2 separate regions of the Zea mays genome follow, and region 1 is linked to region 2. Evidence: chromatin contacts called from public Hi-C data. All regions are on one chromosome and are shown on one strand. The core of a region is the stretch at or near the end of the contact, and the rest is flanking DNA. Distances in the headings are between cores, read along the strand shown. Region 1 holds the start of LOC103647201 (poly (ADP-ribose) polymerase 1). Region 2 holds the start of LOC100284681.

Region 1 (5,298 bases), core at 2,511-5,010, 160 kb after region 2:
CCAAGCAATACCACGATCACTAGACTAGGGCTCTGGTCTGAACCAGTATAACCGACTTGCCTTAGATCCACCCTCGAGCCCCATAGCTCACCATTCGGAGTGAGTCCACACTAGCACCCCTTGCCGAACACAAATCTTATTGTCCCCCGGTTCCGGAAACCACGACACTACCCGACAGGTATATACCCATTGCCATCTCTACGTGTATAGAAGTGCCTCGTCCTCCATATGCAAACATTAATGTTTAGTTAGGAAAATCAAACACCCCTTTAATTATGCTCACAGGTGTGATGGTCCATAGATTGGGATGTTTATGGATAATGGACGTCACAAGTAAGATGGACTCTTGGTGTGCGTAACTCAAAGACAATTGATCAAGCCAAGGATGGAGGCGATAAGAGCTAAGAGGTACTGTTTGCACGGGAAAAGGTCAAGGAGGCCGAGGAACTCAAAGCCAGGGGTGAAGAAAAAGACTTGCAAAGTCAAGGTTGATCGAGTTGAGAAGAGATATGGTGCATCGAGGATCACGACTTAAGAAAGTGACTTATAACCAATGAGATAATACATATGGCTATGTGGTGTAAGTCACAAGGCTTAAGATCAAGCTCAAGAAGTGAACAAGGTCACTAGAAGGAGGAGTAGTCTCAAATCTAGAACCTAGAAGCATTCCAAAAGAGCTGAGTTCACTTTGATATATTAGTTTGGGTTGTTCCTATGTTTGGATATGTTTTATGTGACCTTTGCAGGGTGTTGGAGCTCATATATATCAATCTAGATCAAGTTAAGTTGACTTGATGATTTAGAGTCCAACATCGACCTCAAATAGGTCAAAATGGGTAAAACGATGAAAAATATTAAGTATGTAAGGTTTGAGTGTTCAACTATGGGCCTGTTTGGTTCAGTTTTTTTTTCTGACCAACTTTTCTGAGAATCTAGTTGTGAAGAGAATTTGACTGTGGAGATGAAGGTGTCCATAGAGTACAGGATCTAAAAAGTGACGGATTCCTACTATTGCAACGACTCGACTGATTATGTGTTTATGTTCGATTTTTATAGAAGCTAGCTAAAAAGCTTAGCGTTTGGCAAATCCACAACAACTTTTGGTGGCTAGAAGCTGAAAAAGCTGAAACAAACATGGCCTATGTTGAATACACCTTTTACTAAATGTTAGGTACTTTGGTTTGCTCTCTAACTCTTTTTTTAGAGAAAGTGCCATTCTGGCTCTGTTTGAGGAAAAACAGAAAAGATGGGAGAAGAATGAGAAAGAGGTAACTTTCTAGGACTAAATCAATTGGATTATACTTTAAATGTATTTTTATCTAAGTCTCAGGAAAGTCATCCAAAAAGTTGAAGTCAATTAGAGAAAGAATGGAAGAAAAACACTTAGTGTGTGCTGGCTGACGCACATGACAGTGAATAATAACATGCCCAGTGTATAGGACAGTAAATAGTAACTTATCCGGTGCACATGACAGTGAATATAACCTGTGCGATGCACCAACGGCTAGCCCTTTCAGACAAGGAAGAAACAAATCAGATCTGAGCAAATTTCTTGATTTTGTTCCAACGACTATGGGTGGCCTGAGGTTATAAAAGGACCCCTAGGCGCCCATATTCAAGCACCCAGTCTCCCAAATGCATCAACAAATTGTAGACACATTGCAAATCATTTTTGTCTCCCTCTCTTGTGTCTCTCTAGTGTGTGTGTAAGCGTAGTTATAAGCCAAGGAGAGTAGAGGAGTGTTGTTGCAAGTTAGAGCAAGGTCTTGAGCATACCGTTACTCTACCGGAGAGCTGCCGGCATCTGTGATAGCCTCGACATCGACATAGTGGAAACCTCGATCTGCCACCTGGTGACAGATTTGAGCAAACAGAGGAAATAGTTAAAATAGACTCCAAGTCAGGTTGGCTAACTTTAACGTGGCCTAGACAAGCATTTCAGGCTTGGCCGAACCACAGGAAAAAACCCTTGTACCCTGTGCGCTCTTGTTGTGTTGTTCTCTGTCTCTTTTTGATTGCTTTATCCTTTACACTTTTATACTTATATTTGGTATAATTTTTTTTGAAGTGCAAGCTATCGACATGGACTCTGATTCTGCTGCTACCTACTCGAAGTGATTTTCATTCCACTGTGATCTAGCCTTTGAGTAGAGTATAATTTCTAAACTTTTAGGTTAATCTTTTATTTGCTTATTCACCCCTCTAGACGACATCTAGATCCTGTTCCGGGCAAAGGGAACTTTCACCGCTTGCTATTTATTTTTTACTAAAAATATATTTTATTTTATTTATTCTAATAATTAATTATTTAAATCTTATTTTATTTTCTATCCGCCATGACTCTTTATTAATATATTAAATTGATAAATCAGTTTACAATTCCATTTTTATATTTTTTTTTATTAATAACATTTTTATTTTATTTATTACAACGCTAATTCGTATCACTTTATTAGTATATGGAGCTTTAATAAGGAGTAAAAAGTAGGATCCAAGGTGTTTTGATTTTGTACAATAAAAGTTGTACTTTTTAAAGTAGTAGCAGAAAAGTTGAATCCTTTAGTTCAACTTCCACCTTTTCAAAATAGAAGAAGGTTAAAAAACCCGAACCAAATACATCCTTAGCATAATGACTGCTTCATTATAGCAACGAGTTGGTTTATAGGACGAAGGTGGTTTCAAAGGTATCAATTTATGGTCTAATTTATAGAAACTATATTTTCAATTTCTTAAAAACCAACAAGTCTAGGTAAACCCAGTTTTTATTCGTTTAATTACATCAATGCCTTTTGTTGATTTTATGAAATTTACATTTGTTGTCACCTCTTTATAAAATAAATAAAAGGGTAGATTAGTCGTGTGTATAAAAAAACTATAAACTAGTTTCTTGAAAACCTTGTTCTAAACGCTCTTACCCAACTTTTTTAAAACTAGTTTCTAGAAACTGGTGATAAAAACTGATTTTTAAAAATTAAAGTACTTTTAAATGCCTAAGTGATTGTTACTTGCCTCAATCATCTAGATAGGTATATAAAATTAAGGTTGAAAAGAGACCATATCATGGTGTCCGGTCTGAGAAATGATTTGGATCACCATCAATTTATTTCTCAAATTTCATATCGTGGAAGGAAGTAGTTTAATGCATCATCATATTATTTCTCATAAGTTACTAATTAATAATAAAATTATTTCACCAAATTTAGAAAACAAACTCATGATATAATATCTCAAGGATAAATGATTTCTTAAACCAAACTTCCACAAATCTTTAGCACAACCTGAGAAAGTGAACGGAGAAAGTGAGGCTATCCGCAACCGTTACCCCTAAATTTTTCCCCCTATATCACTTTCCCCCCTATTTTTTCATCTCCCGCAGCGGTTCCCCCTAAATACTCCCCCTATACCCCACTACCACTATAAAATATCATTTTCTATACCAACTATCAATTTTTTATCTACTAACAATTACTCGTGGACCCACTGCACAGTGTTTAGGGTGATGAACAGTGACACGCTATATCTGGGGGGAGAGAGAAGGGGACCGACACGTAGGGGACGCTGTAGAGGGCACCGCTGCGGCCATAGGGTGCTCCCTACGCGCCGCATGCAAGGGGAGGGGAAAGGGCAGCGTATACCGCTGCAGTTAGTCTGATCACCCAAATATTCCAAGAAACAGATATATATATTTTTAAAACAAACGAATTTGCGATGGTACACGTGAAAAGATAGAGGCTTTTACCTGTTGACACTCCAGAAGTCAGAACCCACCTTCGGCTTCCTCTGTCGTCCGGCCTCCAACTCCATCGAAGGGGCTAGGGAGAGGAGGGAACCCGAACCACAGCAGGCCGGCGCAATGGCGGCGCCGCCAAAGGCGTGGAAGGCGGAGTATGCCAAGTCTGGGCGGGCCTCGTGCAAGTCATGCCGGTCCCCTATCGCCAAGGACCAGCTCCGTCTTGGCAAGATGGTTCAGGCGTCACAGTTCGACGGCTTCATGCCGGTGCGTAATCTCTCTACCAGCTCTCCCAGCACTCTTCACTTGATAGATTAGCGAATCTTCGTTAAATCTTGGATGGGTTCCGAAGGTTAGGGTTTAGGTGCCTCGTCGCGTTCTTGGTGGTTTCTGTGAGTTGGGTCTGGAATGCAGGCCGTTCTCAGTGGTTTCTGTGGGTGGTATCTGGAATGCAGGCTAGATTGGATTAGTGGTCGCCGTTTTGGGGCCATTTGCTATGAAAAACCTGTAGGTCTGATGTTGTGCTAGGGATTTTTCTTGATCTGTGACTATATAACGTGCATGGCGGTAATGCCACTTGATTTTGGTGCGTCTGAATGAACGTAGTGTCAGCGTTCTTACTAGAGGAAGAACACTGAACGGAGATTACAGACAAGAAGAGACGAAGAAGGAGGATTGAGCGTGAGCTTTGGTATTCTGTTATTTCCAAAACTGAATGTCTTTTCCCTCAACTCTCCTATTTATTCTATTACAACCACTATTTAATACGGGCCTTAACGAATCCATTCGGCACCAGAAATTCTGGAGCTGGGCTTCCTAGTGCGTCGGCCCACCATCTTGTCTTGTGGCCCTTCCAGCGTTGTCTCCCCTGCTCCATCTTCAGAATGCCCTTCAGCCATTCCAGGAGAGCTGACATTCCCTTCTCCTCGAAAGAACGCTTGTCCCCAAGCGTTGGCTTTAGGAAATTTTGCACGGAGAGCTTCTTCATCTTCCCATGAATCCAATGCGGCATCCGACTGTGACCACCTGACAAGCACCTGCTGCACTGGGCTGCCTCCTCGTGATATCACGCGTCTGTCCATGACTTGAAGAGGAACTTGGAGAGAACTGTCAGTCCCAGGCAAGGTAGCACTGACCTGATTGTCACCTTTGGAAAGCTTGAGTTGTGATACGTGGAAGATGGGATGGACAGTGGCACCTGGGGGCAACTGAAGCTTGTAAGCAGCCTTACCAATTCTCTGTAGCACCACATATGGCCCAAAATATTTGAAACTAAGCTTGTGATTTGCACGAGCTGCTACAGATGTCTGAACATATGGTTGCAATTTGAGGTAAACTGAATCCCCCACGTTGAACTCTTTGTCAGTTCTGTTCTTGTCAGCCTGTGCCTTGATGCGCTGTTGAGCCCGAAGAAGATGTTGGCGAACAACACGGACCATCAATTCTCTATCATTCAGCCAGTCCTGAAGATCTCCAGAGACAGGCGTGTCATTCAGAGTAATTCCAAAATGCCTGGGAAGATGGCCATAAAGGACTTCAAAGGGCGTTCGTCCCAACGAAGAATAATA
Region 2 (6,011 bases), core at 2,326-4,825:
GTGGTCAACTGAACTAGCTCAGCTTCTTTAAACCATAAACGTTTACATGGAATAGTTTTTTAATTCATACTCCCTCCGTCCCAAAATATAGTTCTTTCAAGCTCACCTTTTTCCCATCCACATTCATTCAAATGATAATGAATATAGACATATATGCAAACTACACTCATATGTTACTTAATTGAATGTTTGATCAGTATAAAACGGATTATATTTTGGGACAGAAAATATTAAATTAGCAATTAGGATAATAATACCAAGGCAATGTGTCAACGTTGAAGAACTAAAGAAAATTAATTAGCATGGGACATGCAAACAAAGCACTTCCACATATAATATTGGACATGTAAAAAAATGATTACAGAGTCGAGATAACTTAGGATGTTAACCTCTTTAAATATCCCATCTTCTGTTTTGTCCCAGAATGGTCGTCTTCCACACAGCAAAATATAGGTTATAACACCTATACTCCAAACATCGGATTCTGGCCCTGACCTGCGTTTGAGTACTTCTGGTGCTACGTAGTAGGCACTTCCAACAATGTCACGGAATTGCCTCCCTGTGATTGCAAGCAACAATAGTTAAGTGTAACCTATAACTAACACATACTGCAAAAGTCAAACAGGGAAAACTACAGAACATTAAGTTAAAAACATGTGCATGCATGCACCTGGTTTTATGAAGTCTGAAAGACCAAAATCTGTAGCCTTAAGGGGCGAGTCCTCCTTTTTTGATTTGAATAGGAAGTTCTACACACCAATAAGATTATTAGCTACTCCTTTTAATAAAAAGGTATTAGCAACTACTATTTATGACAGGATTCTATCTTATACTTTCAGAGTATACCTCAGGTTTCATGTCCCGATGAACCAAACCATGCAGGTGGCACTCAGCTGCAACCTTGAGCATCTGTCGGACAACTACTGCAGCATCTTTCTCGCTGTAACGACTATCTTTCCTGTTCAGGCACAAAATATGAATTCCAGCATAAGATGCCTTCTAGATACATCAGAACAGCAGCACTATATAGAAAGAGTGTAAAGTGTAAACACAGCATAGATGAGTAGGAAACTATGATGTCTTCTTTTCTAAAAGAAGTATGGAAGTGACTAGGATGTCCCATCTCAATACATCAATAATGCTAGATATACATATCAAGAAACTTCTTATCATATACGGACTCTTGCCATGCTTCACTGTGCAGTGTCAATATAAGACAGAGACGAATCAAATTATAGCGAAACCTATATGGCTATATCTAGTAGGCTCAGTATCTAGACAATACTATCTTCATAAGAAAAACTATTGTGTTTATGCTCTAGTACAAAAAATTACCAGACAATCAAAATAACAAAAGCAGAAATTCAAGAAATATTCTGGAATCCACTCTGAAAAGAGAAATGACACGTAAAAGAAACACTTAGTTGAACAAAAAGAGGTAAATACTTAGCTTAACCTTGCGCTGTTGCGCATACTCCATATAAGTTAACAGAGGGAGAACACATAATACGACACTTGTGCAACAAGGGTAAGATAAGAGCTGTCATAGACATCTAAGCATTATGATATTTCTTACTTGGCTAATATCCGATCAAGTAGCTCGCCACCCTCACATAATCTGACAAAATGAACAAAATCAATGGAAGTCAGATATTTAATTAGCTTGTGCAGTGAGAAAAGGGCCAGGAACCATCAGAATTGCTTGCAAACAAATATAATCTGCCCTTTTGTCCTGAATTCTCTACAAACCAGCATTATCGTAGAATTTCTCCAAAAATATGATGCTATTAGATTTTGAATATGACATAACAAACTCATGTCCTCAAACTCCCAACTGCCCTGATGGGCCTTACTATGATAACTCATCCATAAAAGTAATGGAAAATTTTCTGACAGAAGGCTAATCAAACATCTATAGACCACTCTTAAGTCATATTTGATCAGGTTTCCTACAGAATCCTTGGTGGTTATATATTCACACAAACCTACCTATAAATGGAACTTGAAAGATTACAAGAACAATGAGATATTTTCCATAACTTACTCCATGACTATATAAACATAGTTGTCATCTTCGAATGCATTGTAAAAGTGTACAACATTTTCGTGCCCTTGTAATGCCTTTAAGATTTTAACTTCTCTCTTTACGTCTTCAACAGCAACAGGAAGGACCATCTGCAAGGAAAATAGCCCATTTGTGTCAAGTTAATTCTGTAGATTATATTTCAAAATATGAGTTAGTTCTGTACTTTTCTTGATATTATGAACAAATAACACTCTATGATGTACTGATAGTGAATGCGCATAGGAACAAATGTAAACCAACATGTGTCCGTTGAGGCCAAGGATCATTTTTGGAAGTGTTATATTTCTTATACAGCCTATTTCATTACAGATAAAAAAGAATGATCAGTTACCTTCATTTAGACAAAAGTGCAGAAAACCAAATATGTTCCTAATACCGTTATGTCACAACTGCTTAAGGCCAAAGAAGAGCTGTCATTATCCATGATCCATGATATGCTCATCAATAAGTTTTGTAATACAGACGCAATTCGTGACACTGAAAACGAGAACCAAACCATCAGTGGTGAACTCATGATCTCTGTAGCTTCCATGGCCGCTAATCAGTAGATCTAACTTGCCCACACTATGTAATCTAATCCAAAGATGAGGAGCTCTCTCCTACGTGTTCTCGGAAAGGAAAAGACTGCCCAAATTAGCAGATGTGTACAGTAACACCAAATAAGTCAGCACGTCTTTTCTTTTTTTTAGGGCAAGTCAGCATAGATGTCTTTATTTGAAATTCCTGTTTCTGCCGATTTGTCCATGTGCAGTGTACCGAGGCAATTGGCATTTGGCAACTTGTGACTTTTCCGAAGCTACCGCACTCGTGATAAACGAGAAGCACCAACAGCAAAACCTGCAGGCTAGCCCAGCTGGCGGCGTGACACAGCATAACTACACAATGAGGTCTCAGGCCTGGCCCACCCGTCAGCCAGCCAGCAACACGAGACGCTCCTCCGCCGATAAGGTAATGAGAAAAGGAACGATGAAGGCCCGGTCACCGGCGATCAGAGCACGAATAGCAGTACCTTATTCTTGTCGATGCGCTTGACGGCGACGCGCTCGGTGGAGGCGCGATCGACGGCGGCAAAGGTGTAGCCGAACTGGCCGTGGCCCAAAAGCTTCCCAAGCGAGTAGCGCACCTCGAAATCCTTGTCGTATCCGAAGTCGGTCCGCTTCCCGCACGCGACGATCCCGCGCCCCTTCTTTGCCGCGGCGGCATCACCCGCGGCTGCGGCGCCGGGGTCGGAGGCGGCCCGGGCGGCGGTGGAGGAGGAGCAGAGGCCCATCGTCAGTGGCTCCTTCCGGTGCCCCCGCAACCATCAATGGTCTAGGGGATTCGGAGTCAAAGGAAGAGGAGACTTTGTACTAGCTCGTTCTTTGGGGAGACTCGACGCGCCTCTCTCTTCTTCAGTGATCTGGTGTGATGGCGATGTCGTCGCCTCCTCCCTCCTGCCTGGTTTCGGGAGTAAAAAAAATGGCGGTGGCTCCGCGTCTGCGACTTGGCCCGCCGCGACACCTTGGCTGCCCGTCAAGATGACGTTGTGGGGACTGGAGAGGTGGGGCCCGCGTGTCGGTAGGTGGGCTGATTTTAGGGGCCGGTGAGGCGGGTTGGGTGGGGAGGGTGCGGGGTGACGTGGCGGGGAAATGGGAAGGAAAGAAAGGCGACGCGATTTGTGCGCGGATGTTGGTGACCTGGTGGCACCGTGTTGGACAGTTGGAGTCCCCGGGCCGGGTCCCCCCCACGGTGAGGGTGTTCTTTTTTATTATTTTCTTTCAATTGTACTAGGTGGATGGCCGTGCGTTGTAACGGGAAGATAAAATATCACGATAACTAATGTACAATTGTGTTATAATATTATAGGAAAAGGTTTCGTAATTTATTTGTGATCCTACCCATACATTAATATACAAAAACACTAATTATTATTCTATATTTTTGTTAGTATCACTAAAAGTAGATGTTTACATACCTTAAAAAATATAGGTGTATATTCATCTGTTGCTATGGAATCAATATGATAAGATACATTGATATGCAAAAATACTAATTATTATTCTATACTTTTGTTAGCATCACTAAAAGTAGATGTTTTCATACCTTAAAAGATATAGTAAGGTACGTGCCAGAGTAAGTCACTTTTTAAGGAATATACTCTGACATCATGAACTTAGAAAACTTGCTAGCAGCAATCCATCGCCTACTGCTTGTCTCTCTAGAAGAGGTAGCCAGCTCCCCTTCCTTCAAATACATGGAATGCTTGGTGTGATTTGAGTACAAGGAATGACAATTTCTACAATCAGAAGCTGCTAACTGCATACAAGCAAAACAAAAGGAATAATTCCATTTCACATTGAATAAGAGATTAGAAGTGGGAGCACAACTCGTTTGTCAGTTTTTTTGCCGAAGCCCGACGAAAATTACAAACAAGAAATGGATAGAGCAAGAAAAGGAGTGCTCTAAATTAATGACATCTAAGTAAAAGACATAAACCTTTTCCTTTCTGCTTCTATGTACCCTACATAAACAACCCAAAACTTAACCCCCTAGTTTGCAGACCGTGGGTTTGTTGCTGCTGCTCATCACTAACAAATAACAATAAAATCAATACGATAAAAAATTACAAGTAAAATGTCATTGAATTGCATACTGCAATTCTTTATAATAGAGCGAGGAGGGAATCTCGCCTCCCACATGGTCCACATCTTCACCATTATTTTCAGTCGATCGATCTCATATCCACGTCTTCTGAGTGCAACTCGCACATGCGTGTACAGTACCTCCTTTGCATAAGGCTGCAGTGTGCGGTCCATCCTGATGCCACAAGAATCTTCCAGACGGGAGACGAAAGCGCGCCACAGTGGTAAAAGGGAAAATGGAGGAACCATCGTTGTCTCCGCCGAGCCGTGCCACCATCTGCTTACTTCCTTATCTCACCAACATTGTAGGCGATTGGTTCCTTTCTTTTCGATTCCTGTGTTTTTCTCCCATTCGAATAACGTTAAGAGTACCTTATTTGTTTAGTTAACACATCATCGATGTTGTTGTTCGTTCCATTCTTTTTTCATGCACCATATAATTAAATCATGCATAATTAAGATATTACTATTTGTATTATAGGATATAAGTGAGGCGAATAACATAAAATGTGCAAAAGAGATGTTCACACTATTCCAAAATGGAAGGTATGCATCTCATGGAAAATATATTTACTGAAAATTTATAAAATAACTGTTTCAAGATTCTAGATTTATAGAGGATATGTGTTTCCCCAACAACCCTGTTGGCAATTCCTTGCTGTAATTTAAATAAGACAAAAAAACTAAATTAGAATCTGCTTATAGAAAGAAACTCCAAGTAAAGCTCGAGAAGATTTATAGAAAGGTTCTCTAAGGCATCAGAACCGTTCAAGAGATATATGCAGGAGTAATTAAACGGATACCAGATATTAAAGTGAAAGCATGAGGTCGTGTTGCCAAATACTTTCTGAATATCACAGAAAATTAGAATGGAAGGAAGGTAACATGTTCTTCACGCTGATCTCTATTGCTATACAAATGTAAATTCCTTGGGTTTTACTTTCCTTGGTCTGCAGGTTGTCTTTGGACAAGTCAAGGTCCCTGAGATGTGAACAAATCCACGGCTTTCCTTGGTCTGACCTCTATGGCTATACAAGTCAAGAAATGCGCTTGGTTCACGAAGTCCTTGAAAACTTTCTTTTAGCGCACAGTTCTTTTGGGACAACTAAGACCCATTGTAATCTGTTTTGTATCCAACATTTGTACATTCCAACTTCTCAACGCTGCAAATATATTCATGTTGTTACCTCACTCAGTTGAACAAACGGCTTGGCAGCATATTTCACCCCATCTATCTACTATCTTCCTTCTATTACTTTTCTTAGTTTTGTTTCAGTTGCATCACTTCACTCCTCAAACTGTAT

The links. A called contact is a pair of places that touch in the nucleus more often than the background predicts.
Region 1: a Hi-C map of leaf shows a contact between it and region 2, with 5 times the contacts expected there. The contact joins the promoter of LOC103647201 here to the promoter of LOC100284681 in region 2. A contact is called at or near these places in 6 of 25 Hi-C or Micro-C datasets (ear, endosperm, leaf and 1 more).

The regions. Positions count from the first base shown.
Region 1 is chr2:161,961,221-161,966,518 of Zm-B73-REFERENCE-NAM-5.0, forward strand. It overlaps LOC103647201 (poly (ADP-ribose) polymerase 1), which reads left to right and starts at 3,761. Exons shown (of 20, transcript NM_001301609.2): 1 at 3,761-3,997. The coding sequence starts at 3,854.
Region 2 is chr2:161,802,039-161,808,049 of Zm-B73-REFERENCE-NAM-5.0, forward strand. It overlaps LOC100284681, which reads right to left and starts at 3,576. Exons shown (of 12, transcript NM_001157576.1): 1 at 3,096-3,576; 2 at 2,045-2,175; 3 at 1,577-1,618; 4 at 847-958; 5 at 671-749; 6 at 390-559. The coding sequence starts at 3,356.